Linked DNA regions of Mus musculus: all the other regions are linked to region 1. The links are chromatin contacts, called in public Hi-C maps. All regions are on one chromosome and are shown on one strand. Each heading gives the region's core, a stretch centred on a gene start, on an enhancer-like site or on the middle of the called end of the contact. The rest is flanking DNA. Distances are from core to core; before and after follow the strand shown.

What was found. Hi-C and Micro-C count contacts between places; a contact is called where the count stands out from the background.
Region 2: a contact with region 1 is called in a Hi-C map of 3T3-L1-derived adipocytes, with 4 times the contacts expected there. The contact joins the enhancer-like site here to the promoter of Ctso in region 1. A contact is called at or near these places in 9 of 39 promoter capture datasets (the 3T3-L1 cell line, 3T3-L1-derived adipocytes, the C10 cell line and 4 more), 15 of 484 Hi-C or Micro-C datasets (the 3T3-L1 cell line, 3T3-L1-derived adipocytes, the C2C12 cell line and 12 more) and 1 of 9 other capture datasets (macrophages).
Region 3: a contact with region 1 is called in a Hi-C map of uterus, with 2.4 times the contacts expected there. The contact joins the enhancer-like site here to the promoter of Ctso in region 1. A contact is called at or near these places in 6 of 39 promoter capture datasets (the 3T3-L1 cell line, cranial neural crest, embryonic stem cells and 1 more), 4 of 484 Hi-C or Micro-C datasets (LSK cells, hematopoietic stem and progenitor cells, peritoneal macrophages and 1 more) and 1 of 115 datasets of contacts at active chromatin or transcription factors (embryonic stem cells).

What each region holds. Positions count from the first base shown.
Region 1 is chr3:81,931,210-81,933,919 of GRCm38.p6, reverse strand. Ctso (cathepsin O) reads right to left here and starts at 1,319. Exons shown (of 8, transcript NM_177662.3): 1 at 1,145-1,319. The coding sequence starts at 1,255.
Region 2 is chr3:81,562,715-81,565,424 of GRCm38.p6, reverse strand. No RefSeq gene overlaps it. Among named protein-coding and RNA genes, the nearest start is that of Gm52636, 66 kb to the left of the region's middle. Within about 2 kb of position 1,329, at least 17 of the 459 cell types and tissues checked have an H3K27ac peak or open chromatin away from gene starts, as enhancers often do. A contact at or near this core is called in 3T3-L1-derived adipocytes and bone marrow-derived macrophages, where this site is marked.
Region 3 is chr3:81,582,417-81,585,126 of GRCm38.p6, reverse strand. No RefSeq gene overlaps it. Among named protein-coding and RNA genes, the nearest start is that of Gm52636, 46 kb to the left of the region's middle. Within about 2 kb of position 1,311, at least 6 of the 459 cell types and tissues checked have an H3K27ac peak or open chromatin away from gene starts, as enhancers often do. A contact at or near this core is called in uterus, where this site is marked.

The DNA of each region.
Region 1 (2,710 bases), core at 70-2,569:
TGATGATAGACTGTCCCTGAAAGTGTGAGCCAAAGTAGACCCTTTTTCACTTTCTTTAAGTTGCTTTTCTTGGCAACCTTGCTTTATTTCAGTAAGGAGAAAAAAAATTATACATTACATTGTTAGCTTTCAATACTCAAGATTAGAAAAAAAAAAACTAGTTGGCCAATAAACACCTTATCAACAACCTGTGACACTGACTACCTCACCCTATTGGAAATCAAGGACAGGTCTCAGTAACACACAGGCCAAGGACACTGAGAAATAGACTGGTAACAAGAAATGAGCTCAAAAGTAACAAAAAGGAGAACTAAAGCACAGCATTTTGATTTGAGTACAACACAAGGGTAGCTGAAGCCAAAGAAGGCCGGACTGAATGAATACTGGAACTTCTCAGGCCAAAGAGGACAAGGAGAACGGGGCAGAGCTATGGGGTTCTATGGAAATTTCAGAAAACATCAGTAAACACTAGTTAAATGGCCTAAGAGCAGCATTCCTGAATTCAGATAGACACTGAGTCGAACAGGTGAGTCCTCCTCTAATAAAATCGTGATGGCATTTTCTTTTTTCTTTTCTTTTTCTTTTTTTTTTTTTCAGATTTAAAAACCTTTCAGAGAGCATTAAGTATAGCAACTGAGGCCAACTGTGAATCTGCATTTCGGTCAGTTCCCCTGGTTACTGGGAAAATCTATCCGTGGTCAGCTAACTTGTCCATTTCAGAATTTTAAGGTTGGAGAGCAATTGAAGGATTATTATGAAAACTTTAAAAAAAGAAATCCGAATTTAAGGCAGTGAAATGTCTCCTGTTCTACATCAGTCTCCACCAAGTCAGAGAGAACTTGATGGTGGTAGACAGTTCCAGGACTGAGAAATCATTAACTTCCAGTTATAGGAGGAGAGAGCCAGTGCCCCCTGCAGGCGGCTTTCTATGCGACAGGTTTGGTGTGGGAAAGGCTTTAGGATTCAGGATACTTCTTCCCCTTAGCTTTGCTTTGGACATCTTTTGGTGCTTTGGGATATAGCACAGAAATCCTTGCCCTGGGGAATCAAACTTTTAGGAGGCAGTTCTACTGGGGAAATGCGCGCTTGGAGCTTGGGTCCCTCCCTAGGAGCCCCGGGGCAGTAGAGGGAGGGAGCTTGGTACCCGCAAGGCGGCGGCCTCCCGCTGGTGGCTCCAAGACCAGGTCCCGGCGACCCCGTGGCGGCCGAGACAGCAGCAACACAGTAGCAAGAGGTTCACCAACTGCGGCTTCATCCCGGTGCCCGAGGTCCACTGTGCCCGGCCCGCTTTCTCTTTCGGTTTCTTGGCTCCGCCCACTGCCTGTGTCCTGTGCACGCCCAGAAGCAGAAAGCTGCTGGGGTCCCAGCTGTTTTGTTTGTTTGGTGCTTCTTGGGATTATTATTGAGCTTTTGTGCTGTTATTGGGCATCTGGGATTTCCCTCTTACTTAATAAGAAAGAGAGCAAAACCTGACTTACACAACAGTATGAAGATACAAACTATTGTGTTTCCTGCTGTCTGAGATTCAGCCCTTCATTTTACTTCCTGCTGTTTAAATTGAATATGTGTTCACTGAGTGTGTGTAAATTGAACTCAGCAGGTTGTATGGGGACGTATAGTGTATGCGAATTTACACACTTCTCTCTATGGATGCGTATAAATACTTGACAAAATTGTTGCTGCACAGAACTGCACAATATCTTGTGGCCATTTCTCCACTTGTAGAAAGCTGCACCCGCTTCCGAAGTTTGTAATGAAATTTAGCTAAGTAATCCTAAACACTTCATTATATGCTGAGCACGTCCTGTGCTTTTCTTTGTTTCACTGTTAAGGTTGCTTTAATTTTTCTTATTATTTTATTATGTTGTTTTCTTCTTGCTTAGCTTACTTCATAATCCATCCACCTCACTTTCTATCCCCAGCTATAATTAACTGACGTAATTTTTAAAAATCTTGTTTCCTTTTACCATGGTGCCGGTATACAGAGTGTAAAAGGAAAAGGGGAACATGTTCAAACCAGTCAATATGTCTGCTCACTCACATCTCAGCTAAAGAGGTTTCCAGTACACTGCCTCAGAGCTCTCCTTTAAGGAGACTGAGTGATTTAAGATCTGAGACCAAATATCACAAATCGCTGGTTACCCTTGGGAGAAGACAGCCAGCTGCTTCTCAGAAGGGCCTATGTACACAAAATGCAAATTATTGTCTTAGAATGAGTCTTTACTCTGTGTTTCTTTTTTACCCCTTCTCTATTGTCCAAAAGCAGATCCTTTGTGGACAAACTGTAACCAGGTTCCCAGAAATCGGAATGTCCTGCATCTTTTGTTTCTTAGCTTCCAACCTGGCGTATATCTGAATAACCATAGTGTTTATTTTCTTGTTCCTTCACTCCCAGGCCTACCTACCCCGACTGCCCTACTTAAAACCCTAACCTTCTCCCCCTCTCCACCCTATTCTTCTAATACTGCCCCCATTGCCTCTGGTGTTCAGTCTGTAGCCTTTTGATCCATAGCACTTTTCTGTAATGCCAGCTTCGTGGGAGCGACAATTTCATTTCTTTAGTCTCTTATGCACCAACAACATATAGTGGGTATTCAATCAGTAAATGTTTGTTGATATAAACTTATTAAATTTAGTCCAAATAAACTTTCTTTTGATCACAGCAGTTATCCTGCATAAATGTTCTAACTCAAAGGATTGTCAAAAGACA
Region 2 (2,710 bases), core at 80-2,579, 370 kb after region 1:
TTGCCAATGCAACTGGATTATTATAGTAAATAATAACTTCCCATTAAAGGGAGAATGTAATGTAAATCAGTAGCCTATGATATGGACAGCCCAGTTCTCAATGGCCAAGTGGTTGCTTGTCTCATCTGGCTTCATTTTAATTTTATTTAAGTGGTCAATTTTTCACAGGAAAGTCTAGTTATATACTGAAACAGCTGTATAGTTATTAAAATGTAGAAATCTTTTAAACTAATAAGCCTAAGAAAACTTAATAAGTTTCAAGCCATCTTTGGGAACTGCAGCTGATGATAGATTTGGGGTTTGAAGGACCTGAAAAGGCTAGAAGAAGTTGGGAATGCTTTTAGTCATGGTAAAGAATGGTTGCCTCTCAAGTGTTCCTACTGAAAATGGCCCATACAAGAGTACAAAGTTGGAGACAGGAACTCTGCTAACAAAATAAGTATGATGTGATAAAGAAACTGAAGATTAAATCCCAAGGTAAATACAGAAGTAGTTTTATACCTCCTGCTATTATAGTGAACTTGGCTGAGTGTGTGTACTCGTTAGTAATCAAAGGATTAGTTTCACAGGAAGATAAAGGGGCAGCTTTAGGTGTTGGTATATTTATTTTATTTCTGACTGATTATAGGTGCATTTCCAAGTCTTTATCTAACTTCTGCTTGGTTAAGGTAACCATATTCCGCTTTTTCTGTCAGGAAAACAAACTGTAGATATGAAGTTCAGATTGTTGCTTAGAAGCCCTTGGCGATTCGGGTTGCCCAGAACGTCTATGAAGTCAGAGAGGTGTGCATAAAAGCTCAGACTAGCGTCAGCCTACCTGCCACACCCATTCAGTAGGCCTAGACCCAACTGAGGACATTTAACTGGTGCCTAGCTATGTTTAATACAAACTCCAGAGACAGCTTCTTTTCATAAATATTTTGTTTTACATAATTATTGCTCAATTCTCATAACTGCTTTTGCCTTGCACTTTTGATTTGAACTTTGCTGAGGCTGGAGACCTGCCCTGAACTCTTGCCCAAAATAGCTTTTGCCAGCTCCTTGATCATTATACCACAGCTTCTGGTCTCCGAAGACTCCTACTGAGCAGAACTGGGTAAATGCAAAGGGTCAGAATTAACACATGCTTCTCAAGCGGGTGTGTGAGAGTTAGAGTGAAATCTAAAGGGAATATATGTGGGGCAGTTAAGAGTGGATACTGACTGAAAACCAGCCTCTCTTGATCACAAAATAACAAGTAAGCTTTCATGGTTTGATCCTGAATGAAAAACAAAAACAAAAACAGAAGTAAAACACTCACAGTGATGCAAGTTGGCTTCTGAGTCAGGAAGGTTTTGGCTTGCACCATTTCCCAAATTGGCACACTTTTTGGAAATGATGTTCAAGGCAACTCACAGAGGAATGGAGAATGCAGTTCCCCCTTCTCTGAAAGAATATACTACCATGCTTCTATCTCCAGGACATGCTCACCCTTCCCCTTCTGGAGGGAGATGTCCTCCATTCTAGTTTGTTACTCATTTTGAGGTAACACAGCACTCTGCAACAATGATTGTCAAAGGATCACATAACACTGGCTGAGTCTGACTCATGAAGTATTCAATTAGCTCTGTGAAATATGAAGGGATCTAAAGGAAGCTGATTAAAATAATCTTCATTTTATGCTTCCAGGTTATTTACTATAAAGATACCCAGTTTTATAGAACCAAGCAAAAGGAATGAGGTTGGTGTTTGGTGCAAATCTTATGTCCTCTTCCAAAGATTTTGGAGCAATGGTTAATAAAATCATGCTGCCCATAAACCAACTTGGTATTAGAAAGTAGAATGCTAGAGATGTTTCGTCTGTAGCCACACTGGAAGAGATGTTGGTGTAGATTTAAGTAGTTAATGAGAGGACAGTCTTCACTTCACAGTGGAAAATTTTGAGACAGCATTATCGCTCAATAATGGTGAGCCTGATTCAGGAGGAGAGCTCTCAGTTCCAAGGACTGAATTTCACAGGAAATCCAGCTAATGTTTAGGGAATTATTGTTGTCATGGAACAATGGATTCTGCCAGCTCCTTATTGCCATCTTTTACACTTCTGGTTTTCTGTTTTTATCCCACTTACTACTTCATGATACTTTCAAATGTTATGTCTTTGTGTTTAGTAATCACTGCTGAAAAGAGAATAGTCTTATAGTAAGTAGCTTGATTATTAGAATTCTGTTTAGATACAAATTTATCATGTACATTTTTACACAATTTTATACTTTGACCACTTCTAAATAAAATCAATTTCTCTTAAGATTCTTGCATTTTTCAAAATAAGCTGCTGAGTTCATCTCTTGCACAATCTTGATTCCTGAATGTGGTTAGTGACTCAGTGCCTTCTCCTAAAAGTTCTCTTTGATGTAACCATTTCTGGGGGGATATTGTAGATGGGTAACTTTCTACAGGAACACATGGTAGGGAGGACAGCAAATGAAAACATGGTCCAAGAAAATTATGTCTGAGAAAAGCACAGCAACATGAACACCAGACTGTGTATTTTTATGAATGTTTTAGGAAAGTTTAGAAAGTATCACACTTCACCATGAGGTGAATGAGAATTGGCCCAAGTGCAATACAACTTAAAAACAGGACACGTGATGCAATGACATATGAACAGTCAAAGAACTAGTACATACCAAGTTTAATTTTCCTTTCTTCCTTGTTGAAATAGGTTTACACT
Region 3 (2,710 bases), core at 62-2,561, 350 kb after region 1:
TGATTGTCAGAACCCATGGAAATTTGGTCAGGGAGGGTTGTCAATCCCCTATGTCTGTGTTAAGATATGCGCAAAGGTATTCTCTATGACTTGTATGTGTGTTCTTAATCACTGAGCCATTGCTCCAGCGGCATTTCTGTGTTTCTAAGTCTTTAATTTTGATGAAACTTCAACAGGAATTCTCAAATGTCAGGAATAAAATTGATTGCAAAGTTTTCTCATGAGAACGTTTATTGTAATATGTGATAGCTTTATCCCAACTCCACTTCACGTAGAGCACTCCAGAACAGTTTCCTAAGGCCCAAGGCCTATTCTAGGTAAAATTGATCTTCTAAGCTAGCTTTTGGTCAGTGATTCTTAAGCTTCCTAACACTGTGACCCTTTAATACACTTCTGCATTTTATTGCGACCCCCCAAACCATAAAGATTGCTACTTCATAATTGGAATTTTGCAACTGAAATGAATAACAATGTAGATATCTGATGTGCAAACTATATGATATAAGACTGAAGAGTCATTAGACTGCCAAAAGGGTCACTAGCCACAGGTGGAGAACCCCTGTTGTAGGTAGTACAGTGAGCCACCTGTGTAGACTAGAACACACTGAGAATGTACTGAAAATAAACAGAAAAAAATCTACATAAACTATGAGCTTGTTTAAACAGCTTGCCACAGAGAACGTGCTATCATGTCACATTTTATGGGTCACATATGCAGGTTTTTCTTCATATTATTTGGACTTATTTTTCCTCTTAGTTTATAGTGGTCATGTGCTTAATTAATTCTTAGGAAAGTTTGAATAGTTGGAGTTTTTTTCCCCCCATATGAGTAGAGAAGAAACTTTGAAGTCAATCTTTGGCAGTGTGATAGGGAACAGATACATAAACATAGAACCTCTAACTGAGCTCTCTGTACCTTGAAACTTTTATTTATGGTTAAATAAAATACACTTTTCAAAAGGGTACGGTATGTTTCACCCATTGATGAAGCAAGCATCAAGTGGTTTCTCTCCAAATTGAAATGAAACATAAAAGTTCACTGAAAAGCAAACCTCAAGCATTTAGTATCTCAGAAGCTTTTAGTGGCTCATGACTTGATTTATTGACCACGAGAGCAAAGAAATAACGAATTAAATTAAAACAAGGAGTCGGATCTTTGAAGTTAAGTTTGTAAAAGTGGCTCAATCATTTTTATAACAAGGACAAATGATTCTGTTTGTTCCTTTGGGTGAGGCAAGCAGGGTGGTGCTGGGGAGGGAGGGATGAGCAAGGAGCTGCACTCTGCTCTCTTGTTGTCTTTGTTCTTTGAGAACTTGGAATCTACAAGGATTTACAATGTGCATTATCCACGCATGAGCCTCCAGGAGAGAATGAACATGTGCTGGAAGGCTGAGAAAGATGAAGATCTTCTTTCTATTCCAACAGAAAGATATATAACACATGCATAAAAGCACGAAACTATTAGACAGTAAAATCCCAGACTGTGGCTTTCAGAAAGGATTTTGAGAGTGTGATGCTGGACATAAATCAGAAGGTACGAGTCTGTGCTGTAATGGTGGTTCTTTGACATTCTAATTATCCACAGAGCAATTTATCCATGTTAAATGTACTTACTCAATCTGCTTTCTTGAGCCAGAAACCAGCACATTCCAAGCACCTCATGCACAACTACAGGAATTTTGGCAAAAAACATGTGCGTCTCTTTATTTCAGAACAGTATGATGATATACTATGTACCCACCTGGACTTGAAATAGTTTACATACACACTTTGGTGAATAAAACCCTTCATCTACTTTAAGGAAGTGGCTTCTTTTCAATTTCAAGGAATATTATATTTAGCAATAATATATATTTTTAAATTGCTGATAGCATATCTGAAAATTTCTCAATGAAATAATTAGATGCAAGGTAAGTATGCTAATTAGCTTTATTTAGTCACTGTGATGGTTTGTATATGTTTGAGCCAGGGAATGTGGCCTTCTTTGAGTAGGTGTGTCACTGTGGGTGTGGCCTTTAATACCCTAGTCTTAGCTGCCTGAAGTAGGTGTTAACTAAGTAGCTGCTAACACCCTTCAGATGAAGAAGTAGAACTATCAGGTCCTCTTGCACCATGCCTGCCTGTATGCTGACATTTTTCCACCTTGATGATAATGAACTGAACTCTGAACTTGTAAGTCAGAATCAATTAAATGTTGTCCTTTTAAGAGTTGCCTTGGTCATGGTGTCTGTTTACAGCAGTAAAGCCCTAACTAAGAAAGTCACTTTACAATGTACATGTGCATCAAACCATTATACCTTACATTCCATAAACACACACACACACACACACACACACACACACACACACACACACATTTATATAATTATGCATCAATTAAAATTCAATAAGGCAAATGAATGTATTAAAACATACTACTAATAAACATGAATATATCACATAAGCCTACATAATAATTGAGGAACTTAGGCAGATCATATTGCCACATAAGCCAGTACAGAGAAAATTGAAGCCTGTGGATAATCCTCAAAACAGAGAAGAAGGACGGCATTGCAGAGTATTTGCAAAAGAAGCCAGTGAAATTTCAGCTGACTTAGGAGAGTTGACCAAAATGATGCATTTGAAGATACTGTCTTGCTTCTTGAACATTTGCAGTTCTGGCTTATCAAGAAGAAATGGCCTTTAGCTTAAGGGACCTAAGGCCCTTTGA